2 separate regions of the Gasterosteus aculeatus genome follow, and region 2 is linked to region 1. Evidence: chromatin contacts called from public Hi-C data. All regions are on one chromosome and are shown on one strand. Each heading gives the region's core, a stretch centred on a gene start, on an enhancer-like site or on the middle of the called end of the contact. The rest is flanking DNA. Distances are from core to core; before and after follow the strand shown.

What was found. Hi-C and Micro-C count contacts between places; a contact is called where the count stands out from the background.
Region 2: a Hi-C map of skeletal muscle shows a contact between it and region 1, with 5 times the contacts expected there. The contact joins the promoter of ufl1 here to the promoter of map3k7 in region 1. A contact is called at or near these places in 2 of 6 Hi-C or Micro-C datasets (skeletal muscle and whole body).

The regions. Positions count from the first base shown.
Region 1 is chr18:3,623,610-3,631,281 of fGasAcu3.hap1.1, forward strand. map3k7 (mitogen-activated protein kinase kinase kinase 7) reads right to left here and starts at 3,830. Exons shown (of 17, transcript XM_040160655.2): 1 at 3,580-3,830; 2 at 2,909-3,028; 3 at 2,675-2,785; 4 at 2,484-2,549; 5 at 2,298-2,343; 6 at 853-991; 7 at 1-106. The coding sequence starts at 3,001.
Region 2 is chr18:4,156,644-4,164,315 of fGasAcu3.hap1.1, forward strand. ufl1 (UFM1-specific ligase 1) reads left to right here and starts at 5,005. Exons shown (of 19, transcript XM_040160928.2): 1 at 5,005-5,262; 2 at 5,476-5,621; 3 at 5,736-5,764; 4 at 5,901-5,998; 5 at 6,557-6,671; 6 at 6,833-6,963; 7 at 7,642-7,672. The coding sequence starts at 5,186.

The sequences.
Region 1 (7,672 bases), core at 2,580-5,079:
CATCCATGCTGCACTTCCTTTGTTGTTAGTCATGTGGGTCTGAATGTCACATGCTGTCCCAAAGTCACATATTTTCAGCACAGTGCCGCCTGCCACTAGAAGCAGACTGGAACAACAAGAAAAGTAAGAAATATGCACCATTAGACTCCATGAAGAATAAAATAATTTTAAAAAAGACAGCAGGAGATCAACAAAAGGATTATTTTAACAGAAAGACACACTTTAAGTAAAAATATAAAAATATTAAATTGAAATCATAGCCTATCAAAATGTCCTTTGAGAGCTTTTTTCAAAATCACATTCACGAGTCAATTTCAGATTCAAAAAAAATAATGGTCCATAGTCCATAATTTCCCTTCAGGTTATTAACAGGCCACTTTGAGGCTTCACTCAGATTAAAGCCCTTCAAAATAGCCTACTTGAGAATTTCTCTTTTTTTCAAATTAGATTTGAATGGAAATGGTCCATTATTGTTTCATGTTTTTTGTTTGTTTTTATGAAAAGCCGTGAAAGCCTCATATTTTAGTAAAACCTGTTAGTAAAATTGGGTTCAGAGTTGAATCCCCCCCCCCCCCAAGAATCTCTTGACCTCTAAACACATGACAACACCTGTACAGACTAAATAACCCAATACTTAAAGACATAAAGAGCCTGCATACCAACAAGGGACATTTCTGAGCGGCTTGTAACAGTGTTGAAAAACATGTACACTGCTGGTTCACAATAACAACATCAATTTTAAAATGTAATATTTGTTGTGTGACATGCACATTAAAAGGGGAAACCACTGGATACTCTGCTGGCACTATGAGCCCAACAGGCGACGAGAGAGTGAGGCGAGGAGGAGCATACTTGGGTGGCTTGAGGTCCCTGTGAATGAGAGCCTTTGGTTTCATGCCATGGAGGTAGGCGACGCCCTGGGAACACTGAAAACACCAGCTCATGGCATGGGAAGCAGTGTAATAGGGGAGGGGTTCAGCACCATGCAGCACTGTGGACAAGAGAGCACAGTCACAACCACCACCACAGACATTAAACCTACGAAGGGAACCAGGCGGAGAGCAGTGCTTCACAACACTGTCTCTCTCACACACACACACACACACACACACAGACTCTCACGCAAAAACACTCAACAACACACAATAGGTTGGGACCAACATTTTGTCTCAGAAAGACACTTTCTGCCGTTTTAGAAAAGATCAAAATAATATTTTCTCAGATTCACAGCAGTCTCTCTTCTACCGCTCCCTCGCAATCTCTCTTGTATTGTTTGTCTATTTTTTCAAAATGATCAATCAGCAAGAGTCCTCTCTGCAAACCCCTCCCTGAGTGTTCCCATTCCGGAGCCTTTGGAGTGGCTAAAATGTCCCCAGAACTTCATATCTGGTTGCAGCAGCCAAAGCACAATCTCTTCCCAAAAGGTTCCTGAGAGCCAAAGGGGCAAAGGCGATAAACACACAGGGCTGAACATCTCTGGCAGCGCTTTCTTAAACTTAAAGCTGTAGGTCCATGCCTTCCGGGAGTAACTTTGACAGGAGAGTCAGTAACTAGGGAGGAAAGGTAATTGAAAAGTGTATAGTGCAGCACTGAGTGCTGTGGGACTCTCATCCTGGGAAAAAAAATGCTGTCTCCCAATCTGAACGTTTATGGAATAAAAGCTGGTCTAACCAATGACGTCTTGGCAAAGCAGATTAAAGGGCTGCATGCACATGAAACGTGTAGGTGTCCATTAATTCGATAAAAATGACACCTTTAACAGCATTTATGAACCTCCAAGGGTATCTATTCCAGGTTTTTCTGTGGTTTTGTTCATCCTTTCAATCAATCTGTCCTCACTTAAGTACATCAAGGTTCGTCCTGGCAAGAAACACGAGAAGGCTGGCGCCGTCAAGGTTGTAAACAAACCAACCGGATATCCAGATTGTGAAGGAGTTAAACGTTACGGGGCCCTTTGCACACAAATTCTATGATGCTGAACTTGGCAGACCTACATGGATCGCTAATGAGACATTATAACATTAAAATATTGCATATTGTCGTTTGTTATATCTCACTACTCCCCAGAAGCATTTGGATATTAACTGCACTGAGGAACAAGGGTGCGCTGCATTTTACTGAGCAACGACTAGTTTATCAAGGAATTGGGACAAAGGAACGTGCAAACAGTGGGAGAGTCAACTGGACAGGGCTGCTTCTCATGTCTGTGCAAGGCTGTGTTTGTTTCACCACTAACAAGCGAAATAAGGACCTCTGAAGTAGAGTAGTGTCGCTCTGTAGTGTGCATCGAGACTCACCATTGTACAACGACCCGCCTTCAGCGTATTCCATCACAAGGCAGACCTGAGAGGGAAGAGAAAATCATCAGATGCTTGACCGGGCAGACGATAGAGATACATTATACTGGGACATGCCATTACAGGAGAGATGAATCATCAATGTGGCCGCGTGACGTGTGATTGGTCAATCACAGCTAAACTTACTGGGTTATTGCACGAGCCGTACAACTTTACAATGTTGGGGTGATTCACTCGTGAAAGCTGCCGGAGCTGGAGACAAAGAGGAAACGTCATCTGCATGCACGCTATTTACGTAGTAAGTAAAAAAATATGTAACGTCATCACCCAGGATGTCATTTCTGTCCCACAAAAGGTATTGACAATCACAACAATACCTCGACAATAAAGGCTTTCCTCTCGGATTCACTCTCAATGGTCTTGATTGCAACATCGTTGCCTTTCCATTTGGCTTTGCAAACAACCCCGAAAGCTCCTCTCCCCACCACCTGAAAATGGGACAGTTTCATCAGAAAGTGAAACGTTACTCCTGAAGCCGTCAGCACCGTCTTGTCTTCTGGACATCCATGAAAAGTATTAGCGTGAGGTCTTAAGTCGGTGCCACAACATACCTCCTCGACTTCAATATCCTCATAGTTGATTTCTTCAAACGGATACCCAGGAGGTGTTTCAAGTATGTCGGCAGATGGTAACGTTAGAGACATTACTAGCTAACGTCAGCTAGTAGCTTACTGAATAGAGAGCAAATAGCAGACAAGAACACACTCGTTAAGGTCTATTCACAATAATATTGGGCAAAAGGATGTCAATAATAGCCTCGAGACAATTAGCTTGCAATCAGAGGCACAATTTTAAACTAACTTGTTGCTGACCAGGGACATGGCTAACGTTAAGTAATAGCTTAAGCGACGTTACAGCTAGCTGCGTGTACTTTAAAAGGGGAACAGCGTGGCTGGTAACAAATCCTGTCAAGACAACATTGAATGGCTTAATGATCAGCCGACAAACTGGCTAGCCGCGTAGCTTAATTAGCAATGAGCTAGCTGCCCAATGGAAACTATCACTGCAATGTACAAGTAGCTTTTGGCATAAGCAATACGGGCCTGTAACATGTATATAGAACCGGGCTGAGGTTATTTTAAGAGTACCATACAACAGTTGCGAGTAAAAACAAGATACGTAAGGCCTAAAGTATACTAGCTAGCAGGTTTGCGTTAGCTGGCTAGCCTGGCTGCTAACGCTAGCTACCGGGACTTAGCGTAATTAGCTTAAACAATCCAACCCTTCGCAGTTGTCTTGTCGCCAGTGCCGGTGGCTCTCTGTGCATGGGGATATTTTCTGCTATTAATGTACAGGAAACCGAGGAATATCGTCCATTTTAAAGAATAGTCTTTCTCTATCCACTACACAGCCAGACATAACTTTTTCTCAACTCGTCTAGCTGGCTTGCTAGGAGTGTATTTTTATTCTTCGCAGGAGCAGCTCCATCAGGAAGTGTGTGCGCATTGCAATTGTGTCCCCTGCACACTGATGCTCCATTTAATAGTGGAACCCTTTCTGCTAGAGCTATTTTCAGAAAGTGTATATACCACTGATAGTTAAGGCAAAAAAAATCTTCAAGGTAACCATTTGTTTGGTATGAAAACCGAAATTCGAAGTGTAATTTTGACTGTAAAATGTAGTGGGGCAAAAATGAAAGTACTGCCCGCTGTAACATTACATGGGTTTAATTATATTCCAACACTGTAATGCTGCTACAATAAAAGATAAACAATATCTTTCACAGAACATGCATAATTCTAGTTCTAGTTATTCTGCTTATTTAAACTATATCGGCTTGCACCTGCTGCTGTAAAAAACATGTAACTGTTAAACTGCTGTTTCCAAGGCCACAAATTAACTTTCACTCCAGCAAATCCAATGAATGAGTTTAGTTAGTACATCTTTCAACATCGAAGCCAAATTAAAAGAGCCAAGTTAAAAAAAAAACAATAGAAGATAAGAACAGAAGACAAAAGTAGAGACAAGTATTGATTCAATCAGATTTATTCTACTATAATTTACATAATAATAATGGTCGGTTTTTGGCTCAGTTATGATCCCCTGGGTCCCCTAGCTGCATTGGCATCAACGCAACAAAGCCATAGTAACAACATCATCAACAATGTAAGGAGATCGAATATTTCCTTTAAATGCTGCTTACATGTCAATGCTTGAATGATAATGCCTTCTACACTACAACAGAGGCTTTGCTGTTGCCTAATGACTACTTTTAATGTTGATAATGTCACCACTCAAATATCTGAATACTGCTTTTCCACTTGTTTGATTGTCTTCAAGTGGTTGTATGTTGTGTTTCTATTGATTGGTGAACATTTCTGTTCATTTGGGACCTCTTTTCCTTATGTTCCAAGATTTATTTTATTCTATCGTACTGTAGCGATCGTAGAATTCATCTATATTTGTTGCGTGTTAAATATTCAAAAGCTAATAAACTTGACTTTCCCATATGACACAACCTTGTTGGTTCACAGCATTTCTGCCAGTCCTTCTTTGAAATCAAGAGGAAGCTCCGGCGACCATTGATGTAACAATTTAGCCTCGCAAGCGAGATCCTCCCTGTTCAGGCAAATAACACTTATGTAACAGCAAAATTACATTTTATGAAGAGGGACTTACATCAACACAGCACTTGACGAATGCTAATTACATGCCCCACTCACTGGGAGTAATAACGTACGTTCCCGATGGAGGCTTTCCAAACCACTAGGCAAGCACAACTCATACTAATGAGCACAAACTAATTTGTTGTGATATTGAACAGAGGGCTGTTAATAGCAAGAACCATCCCTCTGCCCTGAAATAATGATTCTAATCACTCATTTCAAAGGTGATTAAAACCCTCTCACCTGGAAGTTTTTCCAGGGACTACGGCGGCATATGGTTCAGACCTTCGGCCGACAGGAAGTCAACTCGGAGCTCCCTAAAATCTTGGAGGAGCCAGACCTGATGGAGCGCTCTCCATCCTTTGGACAGGTGAAGCGTGACTAGTTTGGGCAACACGAACAAATCCCACAGTAGCAAAGTAACATTCACCAGATGGAGTTTCACGAGAGGACTAAATACAGTCGTTAGCTGGGCTGCACAATGCATTCAGGCAGACCGTGACACAATTTTATATATAAGCCGGTTTTCAAGATGCCGTGTTACAGCTGAATAGAAGTCTTTGGAAAAGCCTTTGATGAGCAGAATACGTATGTCTTTCTATTTCTAATGACATAGATCGGGATGATCCCCGATGCGGCTGGATCGGCTACTAAGGAAGTCATTACCTCTACGGAAGCTATTGACCTCTCACCTTGCCATATGTGAATGGCTGTCCTCATAGAAAAGCCTGTATACTTTTTTATTCTAAAAAAAATCTCTTTCTAAGGTTTAAATATTTCTGCATCAATTAAATAAATTGGGTATGACTTGAAATCTGACACTCTAGTGGATCCACTGAGCCCAGTTGTATTCATTGTGATGATGTTAAAAAAAAACTGTTTAATATGATCTCTTGTGACCTTTAGGATAACCACAGCGTCATGCAACTCCACAACCACAAACTGGAGACCTGGGGCATTCAGAGAATCTATGGCTTTTTGAGTTTCTGAGAAGTTTCCAGAACAGAGGTGCTATTGATCCAATCACCAAAATAAGCAATCCTTCGGGTTAACCCTCAAATTTCAGAAGTGTTTGTTACCGAAGCTGTGCATGTTTTTTTACAATGTCACCCAGTGTCTTGGTGTCTTAATGTGGTATTTTGGAAGGATTTTTCATACAATTATACGAATCACAATCAAAAAAGCCGTCACATCAATGCTGATTGACAAATCACACTTCTACGTGACGTTGGCCTGCTCCCTCCTGTCACGCCTAAAGAAGGAAAACCAAGGGGCTATCTATCTCTGAAATTGAAAACGCTGCTCAAGATCTCTTTACAGTCACGTCTTAGCTAAAACATATTTTTTTCCTTATATCAAACATTTCTCTAAACTCTCTAACTTCCCGTGCAGGAGGACCGAGCGTGTTATGTGTTCCCGCGGCCACAGGGTGCCGCTATTGCACTTCCAACGGATGTATCCGATAGTGATCGATCACGCCTCCCTCCCTCCTTTTCTCCACTTATATAAGAGCAGTATTTGTCTCCCCCATTATACATGAGGATTTCTCACAATTAGAATGCATTCATTTATATTGTTATGTCGGCATCAGCACTCTCCTGCACTGGAAATAATCTGTTTCCTCCACTATAAGTCGTATGATTGATTACGACTCAGTCGTGCAGCTGATGAACATTTGTCTTGTGTTTACGGCTTTTAAGTGCTCCATGTTGGCGTTATGGATACCCCTGTCCACCTATAAGACTTACATTGTTTAATTATACTGTGTGTGTGGGGGGGGGGCTGTTTGCACCCAAATCACTTTCTATAAGTGGAGCAACTCCCACCGCTGCACCGCAGCGACAAGTAAACACCGTAGACACTGGGGACAGCCACAGAAAGTCATTTTGCAAAATCATTTTAACTTTATCTAAATGCTGCGTTCACTCGCTGCCGGATTTATTTGACGGATGAAGTGCGGCACCTGAAAAATAATCCCGAAGGCTAATTAGTATTAGGCGGAGGAAGTGTTTCTGCACTGCGGGCCCCGGCATGAATACCCAATAGAGTCGCAGTATGAATCAAAGAGCTACACCTGAAAGAGTGGCTTAAACACCATAGAAGGCTCTGAAAAGGCTGTGGCGATGGGACTATTACAGCAGAGGCATGTTCAAAGCCCGAGAGTGGAGATGAATGCATTATTGGCCTCTCTGTTCTCACTTGAAGGGGCTGATTTGAATCAGATGGCCACTCCGACCTCCAGTCCCTCCCGATCACCGAGTGACAAAGCGGCTCCAGTCAATCACAGTTGGGGGTGGCTGCACCGCTGCAGCGCTGCACAGGCCGACTGCTCGGCAGGGACGAGGCGAAATGGGGTACCAGCAGAGAATGACCTTTTCTGTTTTGTTTCTCCAAAAGTACGATGCATCAGACTTGATAAGTGGCCCCTGAGAGAGGAGGGGCAGCCTCTGAAAAACTGGTTGTTGTGTCGGTAGCCATTTGTTTCACTCTTTAAATGAACCGAAAATATTTTGCCTTCTTCTACTCATTTTTCATTCTTTTCAACTAAAAATGCAAAAAAGAAAAAATGCAATTTTTTGTAGGTAGAGTCAGAATTAATCCACGCGAGGGGTTACTTGTTGTTGTAGTACTTTATTCTATTCTTAGACGGTGTAGACTTTAAATCACACACTTAAGAACGTCAATGATGACACAATTATGTCGAACAAC
Region 2 (7,672 bases), core at 3,755-6,254, 530 kb after region 1:
CTTTTCTTCCCGCATGTTTCCTTTTCTCCCTTTTTCTTGGATAATGTAGTGTAAAATAGCGACAGGAGGAATAAAATAATGTTCTGAAATCTGGATAACTTCAGATGAAATAGCATATTTCCACATTGTTCAAGGAGGAAAGGATAAAAATTAAATTCCAACCTATCCAATGTGTCTTCAGAGTCTTGTGCCGAGCCGGAGCAACACCAAAAAATTCAGCAGGTCGCAACACAATATCCCCCCGGAAATGTTATCCTGACCTCAAAACTTGTGATATATTGTTTCCGCTGGGAGGACATCAGCCGCTCCCTGCTATGATGACTGAAAGCTGTTTCTTTGTGAGAATGAAATGATCCTTTTTAAGAATCACTTGAGCTTGGTGTTATAAGTTCCCAAAGGGCTCCCAAACAGAAAGAGAAAGTTTAGTGAAATTAGGGGAAGCCTGCTTGTGTCTGTGGATTGGTCATTGTGCAGCACCCTCATTACACTTGGCAGCAGCGCATACGACCATAACCTCTTGGACAGCTGACGCATTCTCTCTCTTTCCCTCTCTCGCAGAGTCGGCCTGCCTCTCTCCCACTCGCTGCTTCTCTTGCCAGCTTCGCCTGATCCGGCGGCTTCTCTGCACAGACTGAAATACTGTTAGATTAGCTAAGTATTCAACAAAATGTCTCTGTTGAAATAGCTCTCTTTGAATGTGCTCTGACCTTAGCACACCTTTTTATATTGCAATCAGTGAAATTAGCCGAGGGCTAAAGGCACTCAGCAGCTTTTTTTTTTTTTCAAACCCTGAACTGGAGCTCTTAGCCGTGGGGCAGCAAACATTTTGCACTGCGTTCTTTTGAAGTGGGTATATGAAAGGGCCTAAATTTAACTTGCATAAGAGCTCAGTCTTTCTTGAAACAGAGACTAAAACACTCACTAAATTGCTTCGAAATGTGTTTTCCACTTGATGGTGAAATGAATACGGTTTTGTGTGCGTTCTGCAATAGACTGAATGAACAAGTTCTACCTACATGTGGCCACCACCACCATCCGCTATAATCACTGTTAGCTGGCACCACCCACCTCCACCTCGAGGAATCAGAGAGAGATGAGATGTCATCACCACCGGGAAGGCAGAATCCACCTGCAGCTGCCCTGTGTCAGTATGAGGCCTCGTGCTAGTCCAGTTCTATTTTCAGGAGATTTTCAGTAGATGGTGCCGAGATTGAGTCAGATTTTGTTGCTGAACTTTCAGAAGTTCATAAACGACAACAGACCAAACTCTCCGTTATGAATATCCACCAAAGCTTGCAGCCTTTCTGGTTACATGTTGGCTCATTGTGCGCCTACTGTAGTACCAATAAAATCCATTGGAGGTGATACAAAAATAAGATTAATCAGAATTAATATGTCACTTCTAATACTGTAGTTTGATGTTGCACCACTTGAGGACAGGACGCAAAAAAGTTATAAACACAAACGTATTATCACCTAATAACCTGAACCTGAAAACATGTTTCTACCCAACAGACACGGAGCAACGTTCAAATTCATTTGGTTGAGTTTCTGCCCGCTTGACAGTAAATCCAATATCCATTCTCGTTTGAGCTGTGATTTGTCTCCACCAGCTACTGACCAAAAAATGTTTCCCTGTTGCTAAATGCTATGGGCCTATAATGCTCAGAGAATTTGCTAATTGTTCTTTCGGCCTTTTGGTGCTAGGCAGGATATGCAAACTGGGTTTATTGGATTTCTTTAGGCAGGGACAACCTGCAGGGAGGATAACCCTAACCCTCATCAAAAATGTATTGTGAAGTGTTTTTTCAGCATTCTGTTTGTTTTTGATGCATCACACACACGCATAATTGAGATCATAGTCTGTAGAATTCTGATTACTGCTCCATGTATACATGTATTGTATCCATGTTGTTATAACGTGGGCATTTTAAAGGTAGCCTGACTTCCTTTTGGCTTATAAACTTTTTGAATCTAACACATTTCTCATGCGTTTAATAAAACAAAAAGGATAATTATTAACAAACATCGTACATGTTGTTCATTGATATCTGTATACAAAGCAAATTTTTGCCCACAGTGAACAGCATCATAAGTTTGGCTGTTTGAAGTCGCAGGAGAGAGATTTTCACCGCTACTGGAACAATTGTGTTTACTTACCGACGACTTGATAACAATTCAAAGAAGCAATCCTTAGTTCTTATTCACTGAGGAAATATGACCTACATTTTTATCGGGGAAGCTTTGAAGTTTGAAATTAGACTGAGGAGACGGGCAATATAAAAAAATCATTTTTCATCATTCTCAATATCAAAGCTTTGGATGACTCAATTAACGTGTTATGAAGCTACTTTAGACTAAGATGTAATAAAGAGTCTTAGAGACCAGAGTTGCTGACAGCACTGTGGTGTAAACAGGCTGTTAAAGTTGCTTCTCCCCACTATCTCATAGTCTGTGTCAGGGATGGAGCATTGAGACTCTATGAATGACATCATTCAAGATTCCCCCGCCATCACACAGCAACATAAACCATGCAGCATCTGTTATTGGGTGTGTGTATAAATCCAATCTGACTCAAGTCTGTTTAAGGGAGCCCTCTGCTTACACTGCTGCAAAGCCAGCATGACAGAGAATAAAGTAAGGTTCACAGGGTAGGATGACAGAAAGAGAGTCAAAGTCATATTTGTACATAACTCTGCATACTTTCCGTGTGAATACTCAATACAGAAATCAGCAGTTTCTTCACTAAATCACAGAGTCAGGAGGACTAAAATAAGCGTGTAGAACTGGAGGTATTTCTTCAGTGAATGTAATTGTACTGAAGCACTGCTGGTAATAAATATAAAAATATTTTTAAATATTTTTAAATATAAAAATATAAAAATACTATTCCTGCATGTAAGGGTTGAGCGGAAAAATGTCCCTTTGAGTCAGACGAGAAACGGTACTCTGAAATATAAATCTTCATTTAATCAAGTACAATTTTGAGGAACGGTTTCTTATCATTTCCATTTTATGCTGAATATTGGTAAGATTATTAAGAAAATATGTTTACATTTGAAATATTTTCATTGCTAATTGATTTAAAATGTTCTGCCCCACAATTGTTGAAATTCATATATATATATATATATATATATATATATATATATATATATATATATATATATATATATATATATATATTCTATATACATTATTCAGAAACACAGAGGTTGAACAAGTTTAACAATGCATTTCCTTGGATTGCCCTTTAAACAAACACACAACAACAGGAAAACATTTACAAAACACTAACAGTTGATAAAAAACATGAAACCTAATTAAAAGTGGCTGATCTGTCATATACATGACTAATCCCTGAGCAGTTCTATTTTAAATTGTTCATAACTTTTGTCAGTGATAAAGGTAAACATCAGCAATCCCCACCATCCTCATGTTAGAATTGCAGAGTGTAAAACGTAATAAAGCTAATAAAAGATTAATTCCATTTCTGTCATAAAGGAAAATAATTTCCCTCTCAGCTGCTTCAGAGAACTGCAGCAGACTAGAAAAGTGTATATTTTTCGTGTGGTGGTAGATTTCATTGTTTACTTTTATATTAATGTACAACAAATCTCATATTCAGTCCTATCGTGCTGGCATCATTGGTAGCCATCGAAACACGGACGCTTACTTCCACACAGCCACAAACAACAAGATGTTTAATGTAAAACATTCATCCATCCTATCTGACTTAGGTGCGTCCAGCCTTACGCCGCCACCCGACCAGGTTTATGTTTTTTAAACATAATAAAAATCTACTAGTCAAACGGGTCGGGCCGGGACCTTCCTATATTCCATTTTTTCCACTTCCAGAAACGCTGCGTATCCCACCCACATTCTCCCTTGAAACCAGCAAAACCCCCCCTCCCACGAGTTACTTTAATCTTATAATATTCCTTTACCTTGAGTGGTCATTCAAACCTGAGCTTGAAGGCAGAGGATCACATAATATATCCTAAAGTTTGAACAAATCCACTTACAACTTTTCTCCCCATTCTAAAACTACCCGAGGCTGATTTCTTTCTTCTTGACTCTCATAGAAAGTGTGTATGTCACACAGTATCCGACTACAACCACACTATATACGCACCACATATGGAGGACGGTTATACGGGTTGGCCTCTGAAAGAAGTTATTAAAGAATCCATGGTTGTGAGTACCTTTCGGCAGACACAGAAGGACAGTTTCTCATCAAGATTGTGCTTTTTGAAAAATTAACTAGCAATTAATTACATACAAGCCTGCAGTGAGTATGCATATGACATATAATTACAGTATTCCACTCCTACCGGGTCTTTGCCGGTATGATGGAGTGCTTTGTTCAACACAGCACTTTCAGTTAGGCGTCCTGGAAGGAATGGAATTGCTTGTGGTCTACTGCTCCCTAGTGTTAGCAGGCCTGCTCTGCAGCTTGAGTTCCATTCGCTCTGATATCATGTTTCACTCTGTTGGCAAGGCAGGAATGCTAAGTTTAAGAAGGGGATTTCCAGATATTTCCCTGTCTGGGAATGTCAAATGGAATTGGTTTTGACCGCAGAAAGAAGCTGGTGAAAATGGGATCCGGAAAAAAAACTCTATAAATATATTTATATATCTATAAATATGGTAACTCTATAGTCCCTATTTTTTCTTGTATGTTTGTATACACATGCTTTTTATGCAACTATTTTCATTGTATCATATTTCAAATTCGATGTCCTCCTTATTTATTCACAGCCAATATTCTGCTCCAATTGTTTGAATGTTGTTAATAGAAATACAAGGTCTGAATGTAGGGTTTGTTGCTGAAATGTGGATTAAAAAAAAATCAGCACTGCCCTGAATTGCTCGCTTGCTTCCGTCTACCTGCCCCATCCCATTGGGGTACTTGGATCCTCGAAAGGACTCCTTCGTTTCAACGGCATCTGTGTGCCCAGAGTGGCAGTACAGTATAGGACACCATTGGCTCTGCGCGCTTTGATTCGGGTGGATGAGATTTGGTCCTTTTGGCTCTCCGTCATACGTCACTGTAAATGTTGACGTGTGGCTAAGCAGAGCGCTGTCTCGTTAGCCAGTTAGCTGGAACTTGCTCCCTGATTGTGGATGGTTGAGGAAACCCAGTGACAGCTGACTGCTTTCGCAAGCACTTGAGCTTTTAAGGATGGCGGCTGACTGGGAAGAAATCCGAAGACTCGCTGCTGATTTCCAAAGAGCACAGTTTGCGGACACGGTGCAAAGGTACGAGCAGTTTTCGCCCTAAGCAGCTGTTAGCAGCAAAGCTAATATGAGCTAGCAACTTTCCTTTAGAAGTAACTCCGCTAAGCCAGCTAGTTGTCGCCTCTCTTTTTACACCTGTCGATGACAACAACAATACAACCAACACAATTGTCTGTAATTTGAGGGCGAAGCCGCCTTAGTGACAATTTAGTAACGTGAACCTCTTTTCTTCAGGCTATCGGAGAGGAACTGCATTGAAATCATTGGGAAACTGGTCCAAGACAAGAAGCTGGATGTGGTGCACACGCTTGATGGGAAGGAGTACATCACTCCAGCACAGATCACCAGGGAGATCCGGGATGAACTCTACGTGCACGGAGGTCAGCATCACATTCAAAGTTGAATGGAACACATCTTCCAGAAATTGTGAGAAATAACTAGATAATAGTAAATTGTAGATAACAATGAATACAGCCTGTTGTTCTCTTTCACAGGCCGAATCAACGTCGTGGATCTCCAGCAGGTGTGTTTTAGAGTTGCTTTGAGCCCCGTGTGTATATTCCTATCATATAGCTATAGATAGGAATATACACATGTTCTCTCAAAATGTGATATTAAAGGTTTTTAAAGAATTCGGTCTGTACCCTCCTTCTTTTCAGATTATCAATGTGGATTGGATCCATGTTGAAAGTAGAGCAGGGGACATTGCCAAATCTGATAAAGGGGTGCATCTTTTACTGGGACAACTTATTGATGAGTGAGTATTAATATACCTTAATCACACTAGTGCTGAACCTCAAGGCAATGTGAGTCAGTTTGCCCATATTTCTCTCCATAAAGCGGAGTAAAATATGTGCAAATAGATTCTATAAGATGTGAAGTTTGAAAGACATGTCGTTTGTTCCATGGCTAGAAATTAAAGGTATTTTTTTATTTGAACATGTTTATTTAAAGTCTTGCATAATGTAAGATACACATTTAGTGATCCGGAAGGAAATTCTTGTGGTGGATATTGATGAATTATTTCCATAGTTGAAGAAAAGAAAAAGCAATAGACTCAAAAAAAATTTTGGAACAAAAGAATATGGCGTGTCAAAGCTCAAAATATAACCGTAAATGAAAGGGAAATTACACAAATAGAGGATTCAAAACGAATGATGAATGAATGATGAGGATCATGAATGATGAGGATTCAAATGTATAAAAAAGGAGTTTCAAGGAATATTAGGACTTGTGCCGTTAATACTCTGGAAAGTAACTGGTCAACTTGTATACTTGCAACAAACTATGTTGCTTCCTTTTTTCTTTTCCGTAGCACGTACCTGAACCGATTGGCTGAGAATGTGAACGACAAGCTGCAAGAAGCCGGTTTGATCAGCATCACTGAACTTTGTAAAAACTACGACCTCCCAGGAGATTTCTTATCTGAGGTGAGTCACAGTGTGCAGCTTCCATGCGTTTATCATATCAGAGGAATTAGGCAAAAACGTATTGATTAGTAACCCGAGCATCAATGGTCATCAATGGTTTTTACATGTTGAAATAAATCTATGATAGAATAAATGCATGTATGTTTTGTGATCATTCTCAGGAGCTGTCAAAGCGCCTCGGGAAGCTCATCCAGGGAGAACTGGACCAGCACAACAAGGGGATCATATTCACTCCAGCTTTTGTTGCTCGTCACAAAGCCAGAATCCGTGGGCTCTTCAGTGCTATCACTAGGTAAGACATTTCACACATTGGGCCTCACGCACAAACAACACGTGCAACAAAGTTTGGGGCAATTTGGTTTATAAATACATTACACCTCAAAAATCTGTATGAGAGTTACTCTCCATATGTTACCTTGGATTCTTGATGTAGTTAGGTTGTCTGGCCAGCTGTTGTATGCAGTAAATGGGTTATAGATCATACGTATATATATTAGCAGCGAGACCTGCACACGCATCTTTTCTACAGTACGTTTCTGGAGAAAACGTGTGTCGGAGAAGCAATGAGCACACAACTGAAGGACTGAGAGTGGGATTATATTGCATGTGTGCAAATTTTGTTTAAGACGTTTTCTCGCACGGGTTAAGCGGAAGCTCCAACTTTATTTGGTGTTTCATTGTAGTTTTCCAGTAGGAGGTTGGATGTTTTGCGCATTCCGAGTCAGCTGGAATGCAGCATGTACGCAGCAGGTGGTACCGGGGTGTCAATCTGCTCTCCACGCCATCCCTTTGCTCAAATTTTGCACAGTTGTGACAGATTAGTGACTCAAACCCGTAACCCTCGTATAAGTTGACAAACACAAGGACATTTAGGATAAGAATATGAAAATGTTCTTGCCTGAGGCTCCTCTTAATTGCATTGCTTTTAGAATGTGACATTAAATTCCTGTTTTCATTTTTATCCCTGAAGGCCAACACCTGTCAGCGGCATGATCGGAACA